3 separate regions of the Mus musculus genome follow, and all the other regions are linked to region 3. The links are chromatin contacts, called in public promoter capture Hi-C maps. All regions are on one chromosome and are shown on one strand. The core of a region is the stretch at or near the end of the contact, and the rest is flanking DNA. Distances in the headings are between cores, read along the strand shown.

Evidence for each region. Promoter capture Hi-C pulls out the DNA fragments that hold promoters and counts their contacts.
Region 1: a contact with region 3 is called in a promoter capture Hi-C map of hippocampal neurons, with 2.9 times the contacts expected there. The contact joins the enhancer-like site here to the promoter of Ppil6 in region 3. A contact is called at or near these places in 11 of 39 promoter capture datasets (the 3T3-L1 cell line, 3T3-L1-derived adipocytes, the C10 cell line and 7 more), 3 of 15 datasets of contacts at CTCF or cohesin (large pre-B cells, pro-B cells and stem cell-derived epiblast-like cells), 32 of 484 Hi-C or Micro-C datasets (the C2C12 cell line, the G1E-ER4 cell line, LSK cells and 22 more), 3 of 115 datasets of contacts at active chromatin or transcription factors (bone marrow-derived macrophages, embryonic forebrain and forebrain) and 2 of 9 other capture datasets (embryonic stem cells and liver).
Region 2: a contact with region 3 is called in a promoter capture Hi-C map of stem cell-derived epiblast-like cells, with 3 times the contacts expected there. The contact joins the enhancer-like site here to the promoter of Ppil6 in region 3. A contact is called at or near these places in 4 of 39 promoter capture datasets (the 3T3-L1 cell line, liver and stem cell-derived epiblast-like cells), 1 of 115 datasets of contacts at active chromatin or transcription factors (embryonic stem cells) and 1 of 9 other capture datasets (embryonic stem cells).

What each region holds. Positions count from the first base shown.
Region 1 is chr10:42,304,822-42,309,774 of GRCm38.p6, forward strand. No RefSeq gene overlaps it. Among named protein-coding and RNA genes, the nearest start is that of Foxo3, 31 kb to the left of the region's middle. Within about 2 kb of position 3,485, at least 23 of the 459 cell types and tissues checked have an H3K27ac peak or open chromatin away from gene starts, as enhancers often do. A contact at or near this core is called in the N1E-115 cell line, forebrain and hippocampal neurons, where this site is marked.
Region 2 is chr10:40,916,474-40,920,994 of GRCm38.p6, forward strand. It overlaps Wasf1 (WAS protein family, member 1), which reads left to right. Exons shown (of 9, transcript NM_001379453.1): 2 at 3,775-3,935. The coding sequence starts at 3,803. Among named protein-coding and RNA genes, the nearest start is that of Wasf1, 35 kb to the left of the region's middle. Within about 2 kb of position 2,453, at least 38 of the 459 cell types and tissues checked have an H3K27ac peak or open chromatin away from gene starts, as enhancers often do. A contact at or near this core is called in stem cell-derived epiblast-like cells, where this site is marked.
Region 3 is chr10:41,489,042-41,493,934 of GRCm38.p6, forward strand. Ppil6 (peptidylprolyl isomerase (cyclophilin)-like 6) reads left to right here and starts at 1,398. Exons shown (of 8, transcript NM_028430.1): 1 at 1,398-1,580. The coding sequence starts at 1,440. Smpd2 (sphingomyelin phosphodiesterase 2, neutral) reads right to left here and starts at 1,299. Exons shown (of 10, transcript NM_009213.2): 1 at 942-1,299; 2 at 423-519; 3 at 234-310. The coding sequence starts at 991.

The DNA.
Region 1 (4,953 bases), core at 2,235-4,734, 820 kb after region 3:
ATCTAGCCAATTGCAGCTCTTTAAATGGGACAGGTACGGGCTATGGGGACAGAACAAGTTTGAGGTCTCTCCCCGCCCCTACAACCCTAAGCATCATTTCCAGCCTTGGAAGAAGACTGAATGGGATGGGAGGTGGGACCTGAGGGCAGGGCAGAGCCTACGGAAAGCTCTTAGGCTCTAGTGTCAAGGAGGGTTCAACCCCTAAGAACCATGCCTTGGGCTTCTCCAAGTTAGTCATACTAACTGTGTCAGAAAGGTGAGCCTGCCTGTGCCTGGCTGGCCTCAGGTCATCCTGTGGCTCCTAACCTGTGCTATGACAATGAGGATGGCACTATCCTTTGCTGTCTCACTGGTAACTTGGTGAAGTTTGGTCCTGGCTCTTCCTCTCAGCCCCATGCTCCCAGAAATAAGACTCAGACCCAAAACACAAATACCTTGCCATATAGCTAGGCTCTCCTCTAACCAGATCTTAACTTAAAATAACCCATTTATTTTACTCTACATTCTGCCACATGACTGCTTACCTGTGCTCAGGCACCATGTCTCATCCCATCTTCCTGGGTGAATCTCTCACGTCTGGTTTTATCCCAGAATTCTTTCTTTCTCCCGGATGTCCCGTCTTCTATTCACCCTTTCCTACAGGCCATAGGCTTTTTTATCGACAGCTGATGCATCCAAACAAATACACAAGATATTCTCGCTACAGTAACTCGATGGCCTCCCCACCTGTCTCACAGGCAAGTCTTTCTGTTGCTTCTTCAGAAGTGTGTGGGGCTATGCTGGGCTCAGTCAAATATTGGGACCATTTTGTCCTAAACTTAATATTGTTTTAGTATGGCTTGCTGCTTATTTTTATGTTGTGAAATCTGATTATGTCACTTCTATAAAAGCCTAAGCAATTATTTTTTAATTCTACAGACTATGTTACTCTAATCAACAGAAATCAGCAAATAAATTTAATATTCTGCATGCTACAGAGTTCTGTTAACAATACGATAGGTCATTAGTGCAAACCGAGAGGTGCATGTTGGTGACTGCAGCAGGTTTTACAGTCTGCACTCTGAAGTTTGGATTCTAAGAGGGGATGATGGTTAAGCCAGAGGACAGGTCACATCTCACTTCTCTTTAAACATTCAGAAAAATAATATTCTAGTCATTTGCCTCCTCTTCTGGGTTTCCGGAAGTAACTAGTCATTTCTCTTGGCACCCAGCAAGCACTGTACTGAACTAGCACTCAGTACTCATTTAATAAGGGAGAGACGAGGGGTGGGGCTTCACACTCCGCCCCTTTCTGCCAACCCTGTGCTGTCTATACCCTTCACTATGATTTCTGGCTGACAATCCTCCACATCCCCAGACAAAGCCATTCTTGATGCTCACTACATTGTGTCTGTCTGTCTGTCCCTAAGAGGTTATGAATCTGTTTTGGCCAGGGAGTTTCTCCTGTTCACATAGATGTGTCTCTGCCTGGTTCTTTGAATAATAGTGAGTGAATGAATGGATGGTTAGTGAATACTTATATGCTGTTTTTAACAACTTCATTGAGAAACATTCACATATAAAATCCAACCATTTAAATAGTTCAGTGGTCCTTGTTAGTCTGTATGCAGTAATTCACCTCCTCGTCCAGTTGTATGTGATGACCCCACCTCTCTGTTCAAATGTATGTAATAAGCACGCTGAGCTTCCAAGGTGCTGCGGGTTCTTCATCAGAGTATGGTTCGACAGATCTCAGCTTCTTTGTGTGTCTTTGTGTAGAAATAAGACCAATGGGGCGGGGGTGACAGAGTCATGTGACAGAGTCATGTGACGGACCCTAGGAATCAGTCTCTGGAAACCAGCATCAGGGTTGCAGGTCTGAGTTTATTGCCCAACACCTAAGCTTATATACAGTGTTTGAGCCAACCCCAAGCCCCTAAATCCTTAACCAATCATATCTCGCCACACCATCACTATGTCCCAATGAAAGCCCTGGCTGATGCGGTAACTCACCTGTTAGGACTTCCATGAAGATGGGGGAAGCAGCCACCGCCCTGGCTTCCATTCCTTTTTGCTGTCTCACCAGTGTCCTGGGAGCCATCTTAGATCTAAAGCTATATAGTGCAGATCAGGGTTCTCTGAGGAGTTATAGGACCCTGTGCAGCCCCCTCCCCTTCACCCCCTGCTCTTCATCCCATGTTTTCCTTAACAAGGTTGATTTCCATGTCCTCCTCATCCGTGTCTGTTTGTCCTTTCTTCGTTCCCTCTTGGCTCCCAGTCAGGTCAAGTCCCTGGAGCCATGCTGGGTTTGGTAGCAGACAGTCTAACCGGCGGTGGGAATGAGGGAGGAGATGCATTCTGGGAACAGTGTGACAGGGCTGGAGAGATGGCAGCAGTGAAGAGCACTTGGTGCTCCTGCAGAGGACTCAGATTCTGTTCCCAGCACCCACGTGGTGGTTTGTAACCGCCTATAACTCCAGGTCCGGGGAACAGAGTGTGAAGAGAATGCTTTGTCTAACATTGAATGTAGTTTTCACAATTATAAAATCCACCACAGGATGATGCAAAGCAAAGGCCCTCACCAGATGTACCTCCATCACGGACTCCTCCATAGATACACATATCTCTTTGTGATAAGCTGCCCAGTCTCTGGTATTTATTCTATTATAGCGACACAAAACAACCAATAAGACACTATTTGTATTTCTGGGCCTCATCAGTCTGGGCAACTTTTTCAGAAGTCCCATGGTGTGTGCTTGCGAGTGTGTGTGTGGGTGTGGGTGAGTGTGTGTGCTTGAGAGTGTGTGTGAGTGTGTGCTTGTGAGTGTGAGTTTGTGTGTGTGTGTGTGTGTGTGTGTGGTGTTGCACATGACTGCATCCTAGTGTGCTTTCTATGGCTGTGATAGACGCCATGGCCTACAGCAGCCTGGGGGTAGAAAGGGTTTAGCTCACCTTACAGTTATAATAGAAGGGAAGCCAAGGCAGGAAGCCGGAACTGAACCCGAGACCATGAAGGAACTGCCTACTTTTCACAGGGCAGCAGCCAATCATTAATCAAGAAAATGCCTCCACAGACTTGCCTGCAGACCAATCTTATGGAGGCGTTTTGTCAGTTGAGGTTGCCTCCTCTTGGATGATTCCAGTTTGTGTTAAGTTCACCCTCCCAGCCCCCCACCCTCCTACCCACAGGTTGGCTCCCGCCAAGACTCCAAGTCAGACACACAGACAGGGGAACAGTGCTGTAGTTCCCAGTCATTGTTTAGGAACAGCCAAGCTAGGAGTGAGAGCCCAGGGCAGAGCCCCTCCCCCAGAGAAGGAATTTAAGCTTGCCAAAGGGAGGGAGCTCCGAAGCAGTCACAAGAGGGTCTCATATCGGGACCACACTCCACTCTTGAATTGACTGAGGATCTCAAAAGACGCCTGACTCTCTGGAGGTAGCGCAGGCCTGGGAATAAGAAGCATTGAGAGTTCCCAGCCCGAATTTCTAGACTTTTCCCGTCGGTTCACCCACCGACCACAAGATGGTGCCCTCGTCATGGGAAATGGCTGAAGCCCACCAACCGAGCAACAGTTTCTGTTAGCGGATTTCAGGACATCCCCCAGCATCTCAGCCTGTGTCCTTGGAGGGAGTGCGGCTGAGGGCTGCGGTCCTTGCTCCCCGGAATGAAAACCTCCAGGGAGGCTGCATTTTCAGTTTCGCATTCCTCAAGGATGGATAATTTACAACAGTCATGGATGGAACCTTTCCGATTATGTTGTCAGCCCGTTACCCAGTTAAGCCTCTACCAATCTGCCGCAAGCTTGCTATTGCTCTCTTCAGAACACTCCTTTGAAAGAAAATTGAGAAGAGTCACGTAGTAAAAACCAGTACAAGGGTTTCCTGGTTCTTGAAGAATGCAGACCACCTAAGGCCACAGTCAGGGCTGAGGAAGACCTCCCAGAGCTGACAGACTCGCCGCTGCCTAGGTGGAATCCTGGGATTCCTCCGGAGATGCTGACTCAGCATGAGGACAGACTCAAGGCCGGACACACTCCAACGCTGAATTGGGAGATATTGGCCCCACTCACTTGGGTTTTTTTTTCCACGTGTGAATTTTACAGGCGGGGAAATGAAGTGTTTAGAAGTTAGTGTCAAAATGTGGGCACTTGATGCTCTCCTCGAGGACCCAGGTTCAGTTCCTGGCACCCACGTGACAGCTCGCGACCATCTGTATTTCCAGTTCTAGGGGATCTGATTCCCTCTTGTGGTCTTTGAAGATTCCAGGCATGAACAACAGGGTGCACATGCACACGCGGGCAACACACCCATGCATGTAATATATAATATAACATGGAATGAATGTATTTAAAATGCAGGTGCACTAGGAATGTCATATAAATTATTTTGGTGCTATATGTAGAAGGTGTATGTGAAACTTAATTGATTGTCTGTTTAAGTTGTAGTCTCATTCCAAAGATAGCTCATTACAAATATGCAATGCCCCAAGTCTGAGGAACACTCAGAGTCCAGCCCCCTCTGGTCCTGGGCATCTGAGTGCTTGCTGAAGGATCCCACCACCCATTTCCTTTTGGTCTGGCTGCCATGTTGTTTTCTGGTTTTCCCTTTTTCTTGCATGCTGACTTGTGAGACCGACCTTGGGAAGAGAACAGGATGCTGATGGATCATTTCCAGCATGTGTGAACGCCATCCTCCTGCCTCCTGATACGGAGGCAGAACCCTCACAGGGCCTTCCAGCCCTCCTCTCTGAACCCCACTCCCAACTGATACAGCCCCTTCCACCAATGCCTCCCCAAACAAGGCTTAGGGAGCTGGGGGTCTGGAGGGACAGAAGGGAATGGGAGATGTGCACCCTGCAGTAACGCAGGCAGAGCCTTGTGCTACAGCTCACCCTACAGACACGGTGTTTTTAAACGCTGTCTAAACTCTTCAGTAGCAGGGTGACACGCCACCTACACTGGGAGTTGCCTGACCTC
Region 2 (4,521 bases), core at 1,203-3,702, 570 kb before region 3:
ATTATTTTTCCCCCCAAAGATTCATCATCATTGTGGCATCTGATCTTGGGATGGTTTGACACTTATATATTGCTTTTTGCTTTTTTTTTTTTTAATTACGTATTTTCCTCAATTACATTTCCAATGCTATCCCAAAAGTCCCCCACACCCTCCCCCCCCACTCCTGCTTTTTGCTTTTATACATAGATGGCTTCATTAGAAATCAACAGAAACCACACTGAAAAGAACTTAAACAGCTGTTGATGCAGCTTTCGTTTCAAATGCTGTCAGACATTTTGCTGCCGTTGGGTTTCAGTAGTTGTATTTTTTTGATCTCCTAGAAGGGAGCATGCAGTCTATTTGTTGGTAAGCCTGTCATCTTCAGCATTATTGTATCTAATTTAACATTTTAAAACCTGCATCGGGACTTAGAAATATACCTATCGAAAGGGTTTTTTTTTTTTTAATTGAAAACATTACTTAAATTTTAGGTAGAATTTCCTTTAAAATTATTTCAAGAATTGGTCTGATTAGGTTATACATCATGTGTTTGCATCAATAATTTTGCATCTGTAATTGATCATTTAAGTGCTAAGAATAGTGGAAATATACATATGAGAAATCCGAGAATTGTTTTATGTTCTTTTATCTTGAAGGACCCAATTGTTTTTAGAACCATTTGAATTTTACAACGGTTGGGAAGTATAGGTCTTGACCTAGGGGAACAGAGTAACAATTTCAGAAATGAGTTGTTTTATGTTTTACGTTTATGTTATAGCGCAGTAGAATCTGGCTTTCTTGTTAACAATTTTCCCTTCAGAATCAGGTCAAACATTGATAATTTAAAAGATATTATTTGTAATTAGCTTATTCTGTACAATTTTATATTGCTTTTAAATAAAATGTCACAGGATATTAAAAAGAATGAAATAAATTTGATTTCCTATTTGCTTCGTAATTAATTTACATGTTTTAATATGGGTACTTTACCTTTTTCTCTTTTTAATCTGACAGAAGATGCTGTGCTAAAAGTGGTGAAGCGTTTTCTAACACTAGGAATATGACACTTTCATAGCCTTTATTTGTTTATTGCTAAGATTTTGATAGCTGAATTAGACAGATGGTCATATATGGCGTGAACTGAAGGGCAGGGGAGGGATAAGAGTGGACTTCATTTCAGGTACCTTGCACTGTATATAAAGACACTGTTTTAACACAGTAAAAGCCATTTTTCCTTCATGATCAGAATAATGTTTGAAACCACTTCATAAGTCATTACAGATTCTTTCCAGCAAAAGGTATGCGTTAGCCTCTGAGCTGGACTCTATAGATACCAAAAAATAACTCGCTCTCCCTGCTTTATCCCCACATGAAACCAGCAAAGTTTGGTTTTGCAACGAAACTGTAGGATATTATTTTTCACAGTGGATCTATGCAAATAAAACCCCTTAATCCTTAAATCAGAACTAGTTGCTTTAGAAAGGTATATGTTTGTCTGCCTAAGTTACATGTTTGGTGCCCTAAAGAGCTTTGTTGGTTTTGCCTTTATGTGCCATGGCCATTGCTTTTTCTTCCACTTATATATTGATCAACTGTCGATCATCTGATCACCACCTACTTAGATATTAGAAAAACAAGTTGAATAGGACAAGATTTTTAGTTCTCTCAAACTTTTCATTTAAGTCCAGTACAATAGAATATACGTAGTAGAATTCTGTGAAATGTAAATATGAGTCAAAGTTAAAGACAGGAAAAGTAGGTGGGTACGTCTTCCTGAGGAGTTGGGTGAGGATTCAGAGGAGAGATGCTGGGTATAGGCTCAGCAGTTACTCTTCCCTGTGAGGAGAAAGAGGAAAGGCATTCTAGACAGAGCGTGTGAAGACAGGATGAGAGTAAGGTAGGGATACAGTGAGAGGGGAGTCCGGGAGCAGGAGAGTTGGGGCTCAGCCCTGAGTGCGTGCGAACACACACACACACACACACACACACACACACACACGCTTTAAAAAGGAAATCACGGGGGTGAAGAGATGGCTCAGTCAGTGAAGGACTTACAGGACCCACACGCAGCTCCCTGTCCCCTGCACATAAAGTCAGTCAAATAGTGAACACCAGTGATCCCAGTGCTGAGGGGCTGGACCACTGGCTAGTCTTGATCTGAAAGCTCTGTTTGGAGAGAGACCCTGTCTCAAAAAATAAGGTAGAGGGTGATTAAGGAGACACTCAATTTCTACCTCTACCCACCCCCACCCCCAGATACACATACACACACACACACACACACACACCATTAAGACTACAGAAAATGATCTTAATCTGTGGGAGAAATTGTACCGTTTCATTATAATGTTTTAGTGTTCGTTGGGATTTTTGTTTTGTTTTCTCCAAAGCAAGAAGGCAAGATGACTCAGCAGGTAAAAGTGCTTTGTCACAAGCCTGAAGCCCTGGGTTTGATCCCTGCAGCCCTTGCTGGGAAGAGAGAACTGACTGAGAGGTTGTTCTCCTCTGTCCACAAGTTCATGTCTGCACCCATACACATCATAACACACAGTTAAAAACAACCAAAAAGCATTAAGAAACTCTTTTGCTGTTTTAAAGTGTACAGGGACATTTTTTCAAAGTAAAATTTACTGGGTAAATGTTACCGGCAAGAAGAATTGTGTTTTATTTCTCACTGAAGAGCTCACTGAGAGCATTTTGAACAGTGTTTGCCTTGTACAGCTGACAATAGTGCACATAGCAGCATGAGCGTCTTTCCTGCCTTGGCAGACTTCTGCGCAGCTCCTTCCCACTGCATCTGAATCAGCCTCCGACCTATTGCCTTTTCCCTAAGTGCGGCATTACAGCGCTAGGGTTCCCTGAGTGTGAAATTCTTCTTCCAGCATTTACTTTGTACAGAGCATACTCCCTTTTGTAACAAGTACACTCCTCATTTGTGACCATATGCTGACCTTTCCTAAGTTCTTCCCATTGTGTAGCTAGTCTCTCAAGCAGTGACAGTAGTGACATTTCCAGTCATCTGTCTGTTCTCTTACTCCCCTCGGATTATAACTGAATTTCGTTTTCAGCGTTGTCTTCTTTCATTGTCCTGTCAGCTCCCCTTCCAGCTACCCATTTTGTAAAATGTTGTGTGGCTTTAGGATGAGAGGCAAGAAGGCATGACAGTTAAAAGCTTTGCTGCCTGTGGCTGAGTAACACATACAGTGCAGTGAGCTACATGGCATCCATGGCACACTGGCCACAGCATGCATCTCATAGCAGCAAAGATTCATGTCCCAGACTGCTAGTCGTGACGCTGGAGTTTATACGCTTATAGTTACTATTCTGTGGTCAGTGAAATTTGAACCACAGTGGTGAGAGGCTTGTGTTTGACTAACCATTGCTTGCTGAATCACCCAAATGAGGACAGGCTGAGATGCAAAGCAGCAGAACTTATTGATAATTAAACATTTGGTAGATTTGATGAGATTTAGGGTGTTCCTCTGGGGCACAGCTGGTATATGTAGAAATATAAACGTGATGTTTCTTCCCCAGCCGTTTCAGATTTCCCTCTTACACCAGCTACATAGTACACATCTCTACAATGGTAAATGTCAATGGTGTGGATTCCTCACAGGCCAATTAGTGCTGAAAGTAAGCTTAAAAGAATGGTGTAGTTGGAATAATTGCAAAGAAATGATTAACAAGTGAGTTTGGCTTCTTGTTAGTCCTGCTTTGTCTTCATACAGTATGTACCTTCATTCTTCCATGTGCCATTCTCTGACTGATGGCAGTTTCTCTTTCTGTTTCTCACAGGTGAGCTGGTTCAGTGGCTGAGCTCAAGATGCCGTTGGTGAAAAGAAACATCGACCCTCGGCACTTGTGCCACACAGCACTGCCCAGGGGCATTAAGAACGAACTGGAATGTGTAACCAACATTTCCCTGGCAAATATAATTAGACAACTGAGTAGCCTAAGTAAGAATTTATATCACTTTAAATATTGCAGACCAGAATTTGCTTTGGAGTTATTATGTTTAAAAATGTACTTGTTATTAATTTAAGAGGGATGTTTCATCTAAGGATTATAACATTATTATGAAAATTTAGTCACTAAGTAACATCAGTGAGTTACAACAGTAATTTCTTCCTATTAAGGAAATAACAGAACCTCTCTAAACAGTATCACACAGTGGTTAGAAGTAGTAAAACTGTTGTGAAAATGTGATTTGACCTGCAGAGGATAGAGCCAGAGTTATATGATGCTTGGTTGTTACCTTGGTTTTCTATTTTTGTATGATTTAACTATTTGTATTTGGGAACTTTAAGTTCTCTTTAAAAATATATCTTATTACTACCAGGAAAAAGCTTCACACTATCAAAGGTGTATAGAGCAAGGTATGCGCACACTAGTGGGGGGATTAACAAGTGAGTCTGTGTGATATCAGAGTGTGGGACCAAGTGTCTAGAATACACCGTAACGTAAAAACGGCAAGAGAATGCAGCTTCTGTCAGGCAAGATTGGCTAGAGAGAAGGCATTAGGAGGCCTATTGAGATAGTCGC
Region 3 (4,893 bases), core at 148-2,647:
CTTAATAACCAGAAGAGCAAGGAGGGGAGTACCCAGCCAGCCCTCTTCCCCTCCGCGGTCTCCCAGCTCTACTGCTAAGATCAACCCCAGAACAAAGCCTAAGACAGCAGCCCTTGCAAGATGAGGGTGACGGCCTGCTCTTCTCACACCCAGAGGAAGAAGATCGAGGGTGCAAGCAAGAATGTTGGAGAGCTTCCTCGTCTGAGAACAGGCTGAGAACACAGGCTTTTCACCTTCTGAAGTAGTGTGCATCTGGATAGGTGAGCGATAGCCTTTGCCTTAGGTACTGGAAGTCCTGCTCACTCCACACCTGAGGAAGAAGGTGAGGATACTTGCTTGGATTTCATCCCAGACAGAACAGTTTTCCTGCGCCGCCTGCCGCCTGCTGCCCTCCTCCAACCTAGCCTGCCCTACAACCTCACCTCCTCCAGGAGAGCCAGATCAAAGTTTTCCAAGTTCAGAAAGTCTCCCAAGCGCTTCATGCGGTCCGCCCTATGTTTGCTCAGGTAGGGGATGTCCCTAAAAGGGGTGGAGGACGCAGGGGGCAGAAGAGATGGGTCAGCAGTTCAATTTCCAGCAAGCACATGACAGCTTACAACTGTCTGTAACTCCAGTTCCAGAGAATCTGGCACCTTCACACAGACATACATACAGGCAAAACACCAAATGTACATAAAATAAAAGTAAATCATTTAAAAGGAAAGACATGGGCCAGGTTTGGGACGATTACTGCTGTCATCACCTCAGCTTTGGATGATAGGGACTTTGGTGATTGCTGCAACCACCCAAGCTCTGGTCTTTAGGCGATGTGGACTTTGGTGGTTCGGGAAGGACAGGGTCTAGCTCGGCTGAAGAAGACCTGCTTCCTTCCTAGGCATGTGCGAGAGGGGACTGGAAGGTGGCTCCGAGGCTGCAGCCCACGCCTGGGAGCACTTACTTACCAGCAGTTGAGATTGAAAACTCTCAGCCGTAGAGAAAAGTTGAGCTTCATGGCTGGAGTGCTTCGGAGCAAGGGCGGCGAGGCGGATTGCGCGCACAGGCTTATTGCCCTGTCCTGCGCTGCCCCGACCCAGGAACGCGAGCTGGTTGGGGGTGGGGGGCGACTCCTGCGTTACTGGGACAAAGGCCGTCCTTCCACCCGGAAAGAAGGTCGGCTGCAAATCCCGGGCTGGCTGCGCGAGGCCGCCGGCAGTCCTGGAAGGAATCTCGGGTGGACTGTTCCAGATTCTTAGGTCCTTCGGTGGGTTCTCCGCACCGCGGCCTACAGGTTCCTCCCTTGTTCCCGGCTCGGCTTCCACCAGCAACAGGCTTGAAGTTGATGCGAGGCCCCGCCCACGAACTCACTCAGGTCCCGCCCCTTGCGGGCGTTCGGGGAGGAGCCACGCGGTTGCCCTGGCGACTCGCACTATTTGTGTTCCGGGCTCTCTGCTGTCCCTGCCATGGCCACCCAGCAGCCGTGCCGGCCCAAGTCGAAGCCCCCAGCATGTCACGTGCGGTTGCCGCCCGAGCCGCCCCTGAAGCTGAAGGTGGTGGGGCTCTTCAAAAGCTCCAGCTTTCAGGTGTCAAAGACCATCGCTGAGGTAACCCCTCGCCCCAGACGCCGTGCGCACCTCAGCCCCCTGCCGCGGTGTCGCCTGCGCTGGCGGGCGGGGGTCCACGTTCTGTCCTAGGGCTGGATGGGGGCATAGAGAACAAATGCTGGTCGCAAGGAAGGGCGACCTGGAAGAGACTCGGAGCGCGAGCGAGCGTTCGCGGGGATCCGTATTGGGAAAATGGTAATTTCGGAACACCTATGCATGGAAATGCTAGTTCACGTGAAATTTTTTATTGGATTATGGATTTACAAAATTCAAAATTACGGGAAAATATTCAAAAGCTCCAGCTTTCAGGACCATCGCTGAGGTAACCCGGTGCCCCAGATACCACCTCAGCCTCCCCGCCTCTAGTTTAAAAAAAAAAAAGAAAAGAAAAGAAAAAAACACTTGTGATTTTTTTTAGTACTTTAATTTTGGAAGGGCCTTTCCTTTATAATTTCTGTAGTTGTTTCTGCATTTTAGCAGAATCAGATACTTTTCAGATTTTTAAGAGATGTCCCAGAAGTGCTGTGAAGAATCCAAGTATGAATTTGTAAACATGTAGAATGATATTTTATGCACCAGGAAACAAACAAATGTAGCCAGGTCAATCATGCCGCAGCACGCCTGCTACCTGGAAACAGGAAAAAACCTGGGGGGTACGGTGGTGAAATACACGCAGCCCTGAGCCAGCAACTAGTTTGTTTGTGCTTGTTTTTTCCAGCTGGAGAGCAAGGGCAGTAGAATTCACCCTCAGAACACACACACACACACACACACACACACACACACACACACCCTTGCTTGCTCTAGCATCCAGAGTGAAAGTGCTGTCTTGTGTGTGTGTTGGAAGATGAAGGCTTAGTGCTTGTGTTTGTTTCTTTATTGGGTTTTTTTTTTTTTTTTGGTATTTTTGAGACATGAACCAGTGTCTTACAGCTAAAGTGGCCTTCCTTCCTTCCTCCCTTCTCTCTCTCTCTCTCTCTCTCTCTCTCTCTCTCTCTCTTTCTTGTTTGACTCTCTTAAGACATTAATATTTCCTGTGGTTGTTCCACACTGCAGGCAAAGTGTTTGCAACCTTTTTTTTTTCTTCCTGGGAAGTTCAATTAGTAAATATGTTAGGTGTTCTGGGACACAGTCTTAGACTTATGTTGAGAAAAACAGTGTGCCCAGGTATGGTAACACAGGCACCCAAAAGGCCAAGACAGGAAGTTGATGGCCAGCCTGGGCTACATAGTTATTAATACTTTGTCTTCATAACAAAGCAAAGCGGTGGACACAGGATATAAGTGTTCTAATAAAACTTTATTGTAGGGGCTGGAGAGATGGCTCAGGGATTAAGTCACAACAAACACTGACTGCTCTTCCGAAGGTCCTGAGTTCAAATTCCAGCAACCACATGATGGCTCACAACCATCCTTAATGAGATCTGACTCCCTCTTCTGGAGTGTCCTTAAGGAGATCTGACTCCCTCTTCTGGAGTGTCTGAAGACAGCTACAGTGTACTTACATATAATAAATAAATAAATCTTTTTAAAAAAGACTTTATTGTAGATGCTGAGTTAGACATATATAATTTTGATATAACATGAAATATAATTCATCTTTTGATTATTTTCAACCATTAAAAGATACAAAGGGCTGGTGAGATGGCTCAGTGGGTAAGAGCACCCGACTGCTCTTCCGAAGGTCAGGAGTTCAAATCCCAGCAACCACATGGTGGCTCATAACCATCCATAGCAAGATCTGACTCTCTCTTCTGGAGTGTCTGAGGACAGCTACAGTGTACTTACATATAATAAATAAATAAATAAATAAATAAATAAATAAATAAATAAAAGAAAAGATACAAAATTATGTTTGACTGTCAGTTCTTTCAAAAACTGTTCAGAACCGGGCATGGTGGTGCACGCCTTTAATCCCAGCATTCCGGAGGCAGAGGCAGGCGGATTTCTAAGTTCGAGGCCAGCCTGGTCTACAGAGTGAGTCCCAGGACAGCCAGAGCTACACAGAGAAACCCTGTCTCGAAAAACCAAAAAAACAAAAAACCTGTTCAGGAGTTAACTGCTATAGAGGATATTAAGTCAACAAAACAATGTTTTTAATATTGTAATAATGTAATTTTCCCTTAAGTTTCTACTCTTGTGACTATATTCAAATATGAAGATGTATCAATGTAAATTCACTTCTAGCTTAACTGAGGATATTTGATTATAATCCTAGTATGTTTGTGAGTAATCCCAGATGCTTGATTCATAGATTTCGATTTTTAAAAGATAAGGATAAATACTAGTACATATTTTAATTTGGATGTAGTCCTTTCTATAACAAATGTGTTATGAACAAGCGTAATAGGGCCTAATTTGAAAACAATTGATCTTATTACTTTAGATAATTCCTTACTTGGAAACAGCGATCATCTTGTAGGATTGTCTGAAACTGAACACAGACTATGGAACCGAGAAAAAGTTCCATTGTTTGGGTACCACAGTCTTAGAAGGCAAGTGGCCAGGTTGCTGTCACCATCTTGCACCCATCCCAGAGTGTGATATGCTGTCTGTCACCCAGGCTTTCTTCCTCTTGAAATCATCTCATCTGATAGAGAACGCGAGACCCGTGCCTTTTAGACCACAATGGGGCCTCAAAGCATCATCCTTAGCAATCAAGGTTTGGTTCCCAGCACCATGTCTGCCAGCTTACAGCCTCTTAGAGCTGCAGTTCCAGGACATCTAATGGCCTCCAGTCCATAAGCATTCACACTCAGTGAACATTAACCACCTCTCTTCCCAACACAACACGCACATACACATCTTTTTTTTTAAAGATTTATTTATTTATTATATGTAAGTACACTGTAGCTGTCTTCAGACACTCCAGAAGAGGGAGTCAGATCTCCTTACGGATGGTTGTGAGCCACCATGTGGTTGCTGGGACTTGAACTCAGGACCTTTAGAAGAGCAGTCCAGTGCTCTTACCTGCTGAGCCATCTCACCAGCCCCCTACACATTTTTTTTAAAGTCTGTTTTAGAAGTAATTTTTCCTGTTTCGCACACATGTAAAATGTTTGGCCAAAGCACACTCAGTTCTAAAACCTATCCAGAAGCCCACACTTACTCCTTTCCCTGAAAGGCAAAGCCATAATAGTGCCCCTGTGGTCATTCTCCCTACATCAATAACTTAAAGCAATAATATTTGGTTTTGGTTTTGGTTTTGTTTTGCTACAAATCAAGCACCAATAGATCTGCTGAGATCTAACAGCTTACTTTGGGGGGAGGGGGAGTCCTAAAAGAACATATCAAATCCAAAAACCATTGGCATA